3 separate regions of the Drosophila melanogaster genome follow, and regions 1 and 2 are each linked to region 3. The links are chromatin contacts, called in public Hi-C and HiChIP or PLAC-seq maps. All regions are on one chromosome and are shown on one strand. Each heading gives the region's core, a stretch centred on a gene start, on an enhancer-like site or on the middle of the called end of the contact. The rest is flanking DNA. Distances are from core to core; before and after follow the strand shown. Region 1 holds the start of ago (archipelago). Region 2 holds the start of PMP34 (Peroxisomal Membrane Protein 34). Region 3 holds the start of AlaRS-m (Alanyl-tRNA synthetase, mitochondrial).

Region 1 (2,915 bases), core at 225-2,724, 890 kb before region 3:
ACATTTAGTCGAAACCGAAATTCCAAATAACAAGATATTAGTCATTCTGTAAAACAAATTATTTGTGCAAACTGACTTTCTTTTCCTGGAGAACGGAAAGAAATCATTAATTATTAGGGCTAAGATGTTTGTAAATTGTATGATAGTAGTCCCTATTCTCTAGAAATTCATTGATCCTAGCCAGCTTCCATTCACCGTGACTGAAAAATCGCAGCTGCGCATCTCTGATGTTTGACAGCAGCTTGACTGGCCATCACATCCTACCAGCGCACAGACACACACACGCACCCGAGAGAGTAGAAAAAGGGATCGCCGTAGGCAGAGATTGGAAGATCCAGGGGAGGGGACAAGAAAACCAAGGAGAAGGAGAAGAAGCAAAGATCAGCCATTGCAGCGCAGCATCCGCAGAACAAAAGGGGCGAGATCACAAAGGAATTTTCAGCGCTCCTGCTGTTGCATCACTGCCGAAACAGATCAGATGTGCAGGCATTTCTCCCGAACATTTTCCCATATTCGTATTCATTCTCTTCCCACCCTCCTTCTACTGCTTCTCCTCCTCCTCCTCCTTCCCCACCCCTGGCTCGTGGCCTTTGGCTGTTGACCTCCCGAAAAAACGTAAAATATGTTTTTAGGGTCTCCGCTTTCACACCGCATTTCGATACGCGTTTTTACCTGTGCCACACAGGACACTTTGGTCGAACATCGGGGATGCGCTCGAGAACATTTTCTCTCTGTGGATTTAGCCACGGGTGTGGAGTCGTCATAATCGCTGCATACACACAGACGCACACCAACGCGGATAATGGGCAGAGACCTGTGGTCCCAAATCCCCCAAAAATAGATTACTTTCGTTGCAAATTCAGAGCAGCGATTGCAGCACGCTGAGCGTTCCTTACGGACTCTTTGACCATCCTAACCCCACTTTTCTGCACCTGCAAATGCAGCGGTTGGAACACGGAGGGGATAGCCCCATAATTCGTGGAGCAAACAACAAAAGAAAAATGTGGACATTGTTGTACACACAGGCAGAGTCACGCACACAGACGAACCCACTCGCTCGCTCGCTCGCAGCTAAAGTTTGAGTTCGCGTGGTGCCTTGCACATTGTTTATAAACTTTAAGGGCAGCCAACGTGGAGGGGGCACTAAAAAAACACACCCCACTTTAGCGGGCACAATTTGTTTTCAGGTTTTCAACTGCACATTTAACGCGTGTAAAACTTTTTGCGTTTGGGGCCCACTCTCACACATACAGGCGCAACACAGCACACACACGTTCAATCGAATTTTTCACATACGTTTTAAGGACGTTGCTCCTCGGAGATTGCCTAATTTTTGCGTTTTTCAGATGACTCTGTACCCAGTCTATCTAAATTTCTGGTTTTCAGATACTAGAATATGCGTGCAATTTGCGGATTTGGACAGATTTTGGACCCGAAAAAAAACTAATGCGGATCCAGTGTGACCACCGCTCGACCGTTCAAATATACCATGGGAATTCACGGCTTAAGTTAGGGATGTGATGGTCTCCGCGTGACTCGAGCTTGGTTTTAAAAAATGTGATACTCTGCAAGTTGTTTATATGTATGGATTTCATGAATTATTTATGTGTTGTAATAATAAACGTGTTTCTTACACAATTTAATTGCTCAGCAATTCTACTTTTCTTTTTTGATTGCTTATATTTTATATTATATTTTTGATTGCTTAATTACTAAAATTATTATATGTTTAAAAAACTTGTTTCTATTTTCATAGTTTTTAATTTTTATACTTATATTTTATAACTTATAGAAATTTCTTGAAAACCCTAAAAATGACATGAGTTTGTTATTTATTGCTATGTTATAAAATAATTAGAAACCATTACAGCAAATATCGTTAATTTGTTTACTAGTGATAGAGTGTGGTAACACTAGCATTTCCGTCCACACAATGTTAAGGTCACACTCAGAAGCTGCAAATTTCGAATTTCGACGGTCGCTATGAGTGGAGCTCTCGGAGATGTGGTGTCCGAATACCTGGAGCGCGGCCCAGTGCTCGTGGTGGCGGACCTCCTTAGCCTGATAACGGTCTCGTCCTGCCTGGTGATCAAGGTTCCGCAGATAAACACGATACGGGCGAACGAGTCCTCGAAAGGTGAGCACCGCCCACACAACATCTGCAACCTATCCTCCCACTCATATGATACGGATTTATGAATTAGGCATCAGTGTTTTGGGACTGTGCCTGGAGCTGTTCAGTTATACGGTGATGTTGTCGTACAACTACACCAGTGGCTACGACTTCCTCTCGTACATGGAGTATCCTGTTTTGCTGCTGCAGGAGTACGCCCTGATTTACTACGCCTTCAAGTACCAGGATCTGCTGGGAAGGAGGACGCAAGTGGTGGCCATACTGTATAGTATAGTGGCCACTCTCATATACATGAAGCTCTTTCCCATTATCATCCTTAAGTTCCTGGTGGTGAGTAAGCCTGTATTGATATCACCTAGTGACTGATTAGTCGGGTATTCTTGCCCAGATAACGACTTCGGCGCAGTTCAAACCCGTTCCCCGCTCTCTTTTCCAATTAACTAATTATGTTTCCGGGCAAACGGGTTTGGTTTGATTTGTTATTTGTTTTAGTTTGAAAAGGCGGTGCTCTTAACTGGGCAGCATCTTCGCTCAAGGTCACCGATGTTTGTTGTATAATATTTGAGCGGCTATTAATACTTTCAGTGCTCGGGCAATATATATAAATCTCGTGAAATTCATCTAAATGTTTGATTTCCCGTCAGCCTTTCTGCACTCCCATTGGAGCCACGAGTAAGGTCCTCCAGCTGCTGGCTATTCTGAGGACCAAGGATGCCAGTTCCGTCAGTAGAACCACATGGGCGCTCTCCGCCTTTACAAACATGAGTGAGATCACATCTTG
Region 2 (2,866 bases), core at 49-2,548, 830 kb before region 3:
CGTGATAAACTGCGGCATGAGCTTGGCCAGATACATGCGTAAGTAAATCAAAAATTCTACTTCTTTAAAATACTTTAACCATTTCTTTTTGACAGGCGTAAAATGATGGATCAGGATATTCGGGAAGTGCGCAAGATCAAGGAATTGCTCTTCGAAGAGGAGGAAGAGGGAGCGAATCGCCAGCGCCAATTCCGCTGGAAGAACGTGGAGGCCGGATTCAGTCTCGACGATAATCGAACCGACAATGGTGAAGGAAACGACGGCAGTGGCGATGAGGAAAACGAGCATCTGTGGCGAAAAATCCGCTACGAACGAGAGCAGCTTCTTTTAGAGAAGGGTTTAAAACCGGTGCGAAAACTCGTTTATTTTCTTAGTTCTATTCACTAAAACATTTTAATCTTTTAGGAGGTGGCCTCACCGCTTTCTACGTCCGTGATAAACACCAGTAACAATGGTAATTCGCCGGCCATTCGCCGACTGAACATAATTTCCTCTAAGAAGACAACTGTGGAGGTGAAGAAGAATTCTCCATTCCTGATCTCAAAGACAATAGCTGGCAAGCAGCAGAAGAGCGCTGTTCGTGGCTCCTTTCTGATTCGGGACCAGCAGACGCTTTCCAAACTGGCAGGACTCACAAAAGGAACCTCCGGCGATGTGGATGCCGCGGAGGGCACTATTTCTGTGAAGTCAGCGAAGGCGAAAAACTTCGTTTTCGCCACGCTAACGGAAGAGGAACATGAGGTGGGAACTAACTATGTTCTTTTGATTACGATTCCTTCTAAACCAAATTAATAACATTCCAGAATCGAAAGAGAAAAGCTGCCGATATACTGAACAGCAGCACTGAGACGGGGGTAAACTTCATAAAGAAACCAAAGTTGGAGCCTCGGAGAGACAAGTGCCTAATAGATCAGCTCCTTTGATCCGTTCTTCTTTTAAGCTAAGACTTAAATGTACATTTCAAAAGTTAGACTGCTAAGATAGTTTATAGGAGTGAATAAAAATAAGTTAAATTTTATATTTCTTTAGATAGGAACAGTATAAATTGGTTATACTGCCTTATAATTGGAATATTCCTTACATTTTATGTGCGATTGTTGTGAAATTTGGTATGTAGGAAGTTTATGATTAGGAATTTGTATGTATTTCAGTAAAATGAGGAATAATTAATAAAAAATTAAGAAAGATTTAAGATTTTACAAACCCAGTTAACGGTCTATTTTGTAAAATATATACATATGTGCGTATATATATTTTGGTATATTTCTCCAGCTACATGGTATATTTCGAACCCACAAACATTGGTCATACTGTGTGAATGAATGTGAATTCTATACAGAAATTATGAATATGTAAGTGAATCATTTACAAAGTCGCCGTGATCCAGGAGGCACAACAAAGCCACCGCCTCCTCCGCCGCCGATAAATTTAATCTAATCTACACATCGCGGCGAACAGCGCTGCCGCAGCTAAATTTTCAACAACCGGCGGATCGATCGGGTCGTCGTCAATCAGTAAACACTCGCCCGAAGACGCCGCCGGACGTTCCAGTCCCCAGTTTAGAGATCTCACAGTCCGACAAACAAACAGCAGAATGGTGGCCCCCTCGAAACTCAGCCAGGTGCTTAGCTACCAGAACTTTGTGCATGCCGTATCCGGAGCTGCGGTGAGTGGGCAAATATTTGCCGGCTAAAGGTCAAGATGGCATCGGTGCTAATTTGCATTTGGTCACCTATTCACAGGGCGGCTGCATCGCCATGAGCACTTTCTATCCACTGGATACAGTGCGTTCCCGCCTGCAACGTAAGTTTACCCAGGGATTCAACAATCGGACTGTAACTAATCATCACCCGATAAGCGGGCCACGCTTTGATAATTCATATAGGCGCACCTATTAATCTGTGCGCGAGTTCAAACTCCAGCGTTTGAAACTTTCTATTGACGATATGTTTGAGAGTCCATATCAGTCAATTGCCCGGGCTAATCCAATTTGAGGTCTGGTTATAGATGAAATTCGATAGCGTCTGGTTTCTGTGCCGCGAAAAAAATTGTGATAATTATTTTCTGTATAGTATGAGGAATAACTAAAGGTTTATTTTAAAAGATATACAAACACTATAGATGATATCATATGTGAACGTAGTTATAATATTACATTGTGTATATTTTGATACACAAAATTCGTTCAATATTAAGTGCCCATATGATACCTATGTGATATCGAGGGTTCACTTTACAAGGTGTGCGCTCTATTTCCCATTTTCCAAGTACACGAACAGCTTATATTATCTGAATGCATAAATTTTGCAATTTTATAGAGCCATTGGACTTTGACTCGTAAAATAAAACTTCTTACAATTATGATCAGTTAAGTTCACTAAAATTCGCGAAAACAAAAAGAAATACCTTTTAATACATTTTTTTAAAGGTGCAGCTTTATGACAATTTTAGCCCATACCATATTTACCCAACACGGTTGCATATTCGACTAAAGCGTTTTCAAATTTAATTCTAGAAATTGGATAATTAACATAATAGGGTTCAGGGTTGGCTTAATATCACTGACTCGTAGTATGCGTGACAAGTTCAATTAGCGCGAAAACCAAACACACCTGAAATAATCTTGGCTTCAGAATCCCCAGCTTAAAACTTATAGTGTTTTTTCCAATAAATATTTACAGTGGAAGAAGCCGGCGATGTGCGGAGTACAAGGCAAGTGATCAAGGAGATCGTGCTGGGCGAGGGATTCCAGTCCCTGTACCGAGGTCTTGGTCCTGTACTGCAGAGCCTTTGCATTTCGAACTTTGTCTACTTCTACACATTCCATGCCCTCAAGGCGGTGGCATCGGGAGGCTCGCCATCCCAG
Region 3 (2,894 bases), core at 117-2,616:
GAAGTACCAGGTGAGTATGGCAATAATGCCGCTGATCACCTTCTCGATCATGCGGTGATAGTACAGCATGGTGCCCACCAACATGATGTCCCACAGCAGCTGCAGGGCCGCCATGCCGATGAATAGGGTGCGAATGATCGGCGTCAGGCGTTTGTACAAGAACTGCAGGCTGCGCATTTGCTCCTCGTTCAGCGTTCTCAGCGGATTCGTGCCCGAGTTCTCGGCTGTGCTGCGATTGTGTCGCTCGTTGCGGATGTGCTCCTTGATGGTCTCCCAGCGGATGATGGGACGCGCCTCCTCGATCAGCACCAGGCTGGAGTGGATCAGGATGAAGGCGTGTCCGGATATATCAAAGCCCTTCCACAGATGACCAGCCTTCAAACAGCTCGATTTGGTCGCATAACCTGGAAGCGCACACGCGATAGTTATTATTAAATTCATTACACGATGCTTGTATACCCACCCTTTGTGGTGCAGCGTCCGTAGGAGTTCTCCACGACGTTAAACAGCTTGGTCCAGAAGAACCAGAAGAAGGTGGCTATGACGATGCGCGGGAAATGGTGTCGCAGCATCCGTTTGTGGTCGCCACACGTAATCGTATAGGCCGAGAGCACCAGGAAGGGCACCACGAAGAGCAGCGTCCAGCCCCAGCCGATCTTCACGAAGTACTGGTTGAACAGGTTGTCCGATCGGGCGAAGTACGTCTTGGGGAAGGGCACAAAGTCCCCGATTACGGAGATCACAAACAGACTGCCCAGATACAAGGCTACTTTGAGGTCCGTATTGAAGAATATGGTCTTCTTGCACAAATGGATGACGCCCATGACCAGGATCTCGCGGATGCTAGTGGGTGCGGCCGTGGGCCTCGTTCCGCGCGCTTCCGACCTGGTGATGTCAGGTCCTCCGGGCCTGAAATTCATGTTGGAACCGGAGGAGGAGGGACTTCCCGCAGTACCGCCCAAATTTGGACGCAGCGGACGTCGCTTGGTGGCCATAGCTGGAGCTGTTGCTCGGGTCCAAAGTGTGTCACTTGAAAACTGCGTTGTTTGCTGCCGTTTTTGGTAATGCTGCGAGTGAAAAGCGAAAGTGAAAGCGAAGGAATCGTGCGTGTCAAAGTTCAACGGTTGCCAGACGCACTTACCTGTGACCAAACAGTGCCAGCGCATTCAAATCAGATCAACTGGTCAATTTGTTTGCTTTTTCGCCGGGCTTAGAGCACCCACTGCGTTGTTCTCAGTTGTAATTTTTCAATTCTTATTTTGGCCCAAATGTACGTGTTGCGCCTGTAAAAAATAGAACAGCTGCAGCTGGTGAGCACGCTTCACTGTGACTGGCAACTCTGATTGGAATTTTTATAAAGAGCGGGTTTCGTGGCGAATGGCAAGCCATGTGATCAGCTGTTCGGGCCTGAGATTTATCTCGAGCATTTTTAATTGCCGGTGCGGTTTTAATTGAACTGCGGCATGTACAACTCGGCCAAGCAGCTGCAGCGCGTGCTGACAGCGCGCGAGATTCGTAAAACCTTTTTGGATCATTTCACCGTCAATCATGGCCACAAGTTCGTTCGCTCCAGCCCGGTGGTGCCCTTTTGCGATCCCACTGTGGCTTTCGTTAACGCGGGCATGAATCAGGTGAGGTAACAGGCCCATTAAAAGCTATTGTTCGCTTGTTTATACGATGGCCTTCGCTGTAGTTCAAGTCGGTGTTCCTGGGCACAGCAGCGGCGCCACACAAGCGGGTTGTCAACTCCCAGAAGTGCGTCCGCGTTGGGGGAAAGCACAATGATCTCTCCGTGGTGGGCACGGATGGCTATCATCACACGTTCTTTGAGATGCTGGGCAACTGGTCCTTTGGGGATTACTTCAAGGTGGGTGCGTTCAGCTTACCCTCTATCACTTCTTTCTCACGAGACCTTTGGGTTTTCAGCGGGAGGCGTGTGCAATGGCCCTGGAGCTGCTCCGTGGTCCCTACAACATTGATCCAGGTCGTCTATACGTCACATACTTTGCTGGCGACAAGGTGCTGGGCATTCCAGCCGATCTGGAGTGTTTCGAGATCTGGAGGAGCCTGGGGTAAAGCTTGTTACATAACGAGAAGTTGGTTTCTTAAGTACTCGTGCTTTGCAGCTTTCCCGCCTCGCGAATACTGCCCTTTGGCTGCGCCGACAATTTTTGGGAAATGGGCGCTACAGGGCCGTGTGGTCCCTGCACCGAAATCCACATAGATCATCGCCCGGATTTGGGCAGCGTGGAGCAGCGAGCCAAGTTGGTGAACGCAGGTCGTTCCGATCTCACAGAGCTTTGGAATCTTGTCTTTATACAGTACAATCGGTGAGGATTTGCCTTCAAGTGGATTGTGTTCCTAGCCTAAGGTTCTTTATGCATTGATAGTCATGCCGATGGCAGCATCTCTCAATTGCCCGCTCATCATGTGGACACCGGCATGGGTTTTGAGCGGCTAACGGCTGTGCTTCAGAATAAGTCTTCTAACTATGATACGGACTTGTTCACGCCGATATTTGATGGCATCCAGCAGGCGGCCAAGACTCCGGTTTACAGTGGCAGCTTTCCGGATGGTGGAAATGCAGCAGTACTCGACACCAGCTATAGGATACTAGCCGATCATGCACGCATGGTGACCGCCTGTTTGGCCGACGGCATGCTTCCAGATCAAAAGTAAGCTTGTACTCATGCCCTGCAAATTTCGCATATAATCCAATATCTATTTCAGTCAGAAATTGCGTCGCGTGCTGCGCAAAGCTCTCAACATTTCGGAGCATGTGTTTGCCCACGACAAATTGCTGACCCAGCTAGTTCCTATTGTGGTGGAGACACTTGGTGAAGCCTATCCAGAGATGGCGGCTAAGCAGCAGGCTGTTATCGACTTGATCTGCC

The links. Hi-C and Micro-C count contacts between places; a contact is called where the count stands out from the background. HiChIP or PLAC-seq counts read pairs in DNA pulled down with a chosen protein or histone mark.
Region 1: a contact with region 3 is called in a Hi-C map of the Kc167 cell line, with 2.4 times the contacts expected there. The contact joins the promoter of ago here to the promoter of AlaRS-m in region 3. A contact is called at or near these places in 5 of 107 Hi-C or Micro-C datasets (the D17-c3 cell line, the Kc167 cell line, eye imaginal disc and 1 more).
Region 2: a POLR2A S2P HiChIP or PLAC-seq map of the Kc167 cell line shows a contact between it and region 3, with 4 times the contacts expected there. The contact joins the promoter of PMP34 here to the promoter of AlaRS-m in region 3. A contact is called at or near these places in 7 of 107 Hi-C or Micro-C datasets (the D17-c3 cell line, the Kc167 cell line, the OSC cell line and 4 more) and 1 of 6 datasets of contacts at active chromatin or transcription factors (the Kc167 cell line).

The regions. Positions count from the first base shown.
Region 1 is chr3L:4,252,832-4,255,746 of dm6, forward strand. ago (archipelago) reads right to left here and starts at 1,475. Exons shown (of 7, transcript NM_079198.3): 1 at 1,297-1,475. CG1265 reads left to right here and starts at 1,945. Exons shown (of 4, transcript NM_139621.3): 1 at 1,945-2,137; 2 at 2,205-2,464; 3 at 2,779-2,899. The coding sequence starts at 1,984.
Region 2 is chr3L:4,317,457-4,320,322 of dm6, forward strand. PMP34 (Peroxisomal Membrane Protein 34) reads left to right here and starts at 1,299. Exons shown (of 3, transcript NM_168081.3): 1 at 1,299-1,666; 2 at 1,743-1,803; 3 at 2,682-2,866. The coding sequence starts at 1,595. It overlaps Claspin (claspin,), which reads left to right. Exons shown (of 7, transcript NM_001300005.1): 4 at 1-38; 5 at 96-348; 6 at 406-741; 7 at 804-1,152. The coding sequence ends at 923.
Region 3 is chr3L:5,144,732-5,147,625 of dm6, forward strand. It overlaps AlaRS-m (Alanyl-tRNA synthetase, mitochondrial), which reads left to right and starts at 1,367. Exons shown (of 10, transcript NM_079208.3): 1 at 1,367-1,631; 2 at 1,694-1,867; 3 at 1,927-2,072; 4 at 2,127-2,330; 5 at 2,391-2,675; 6 at 2,731-2,894. The coding sequence starts at 1,464. It overlaps Fitm (Fat storage inducing transmembrane protein), which reads right to left and starts at 1,332. Exons shown (of 2, transcript NM_168110.3): 1 at 464-1,332; 2 at 1-404. The coding sequence starts at 1,166.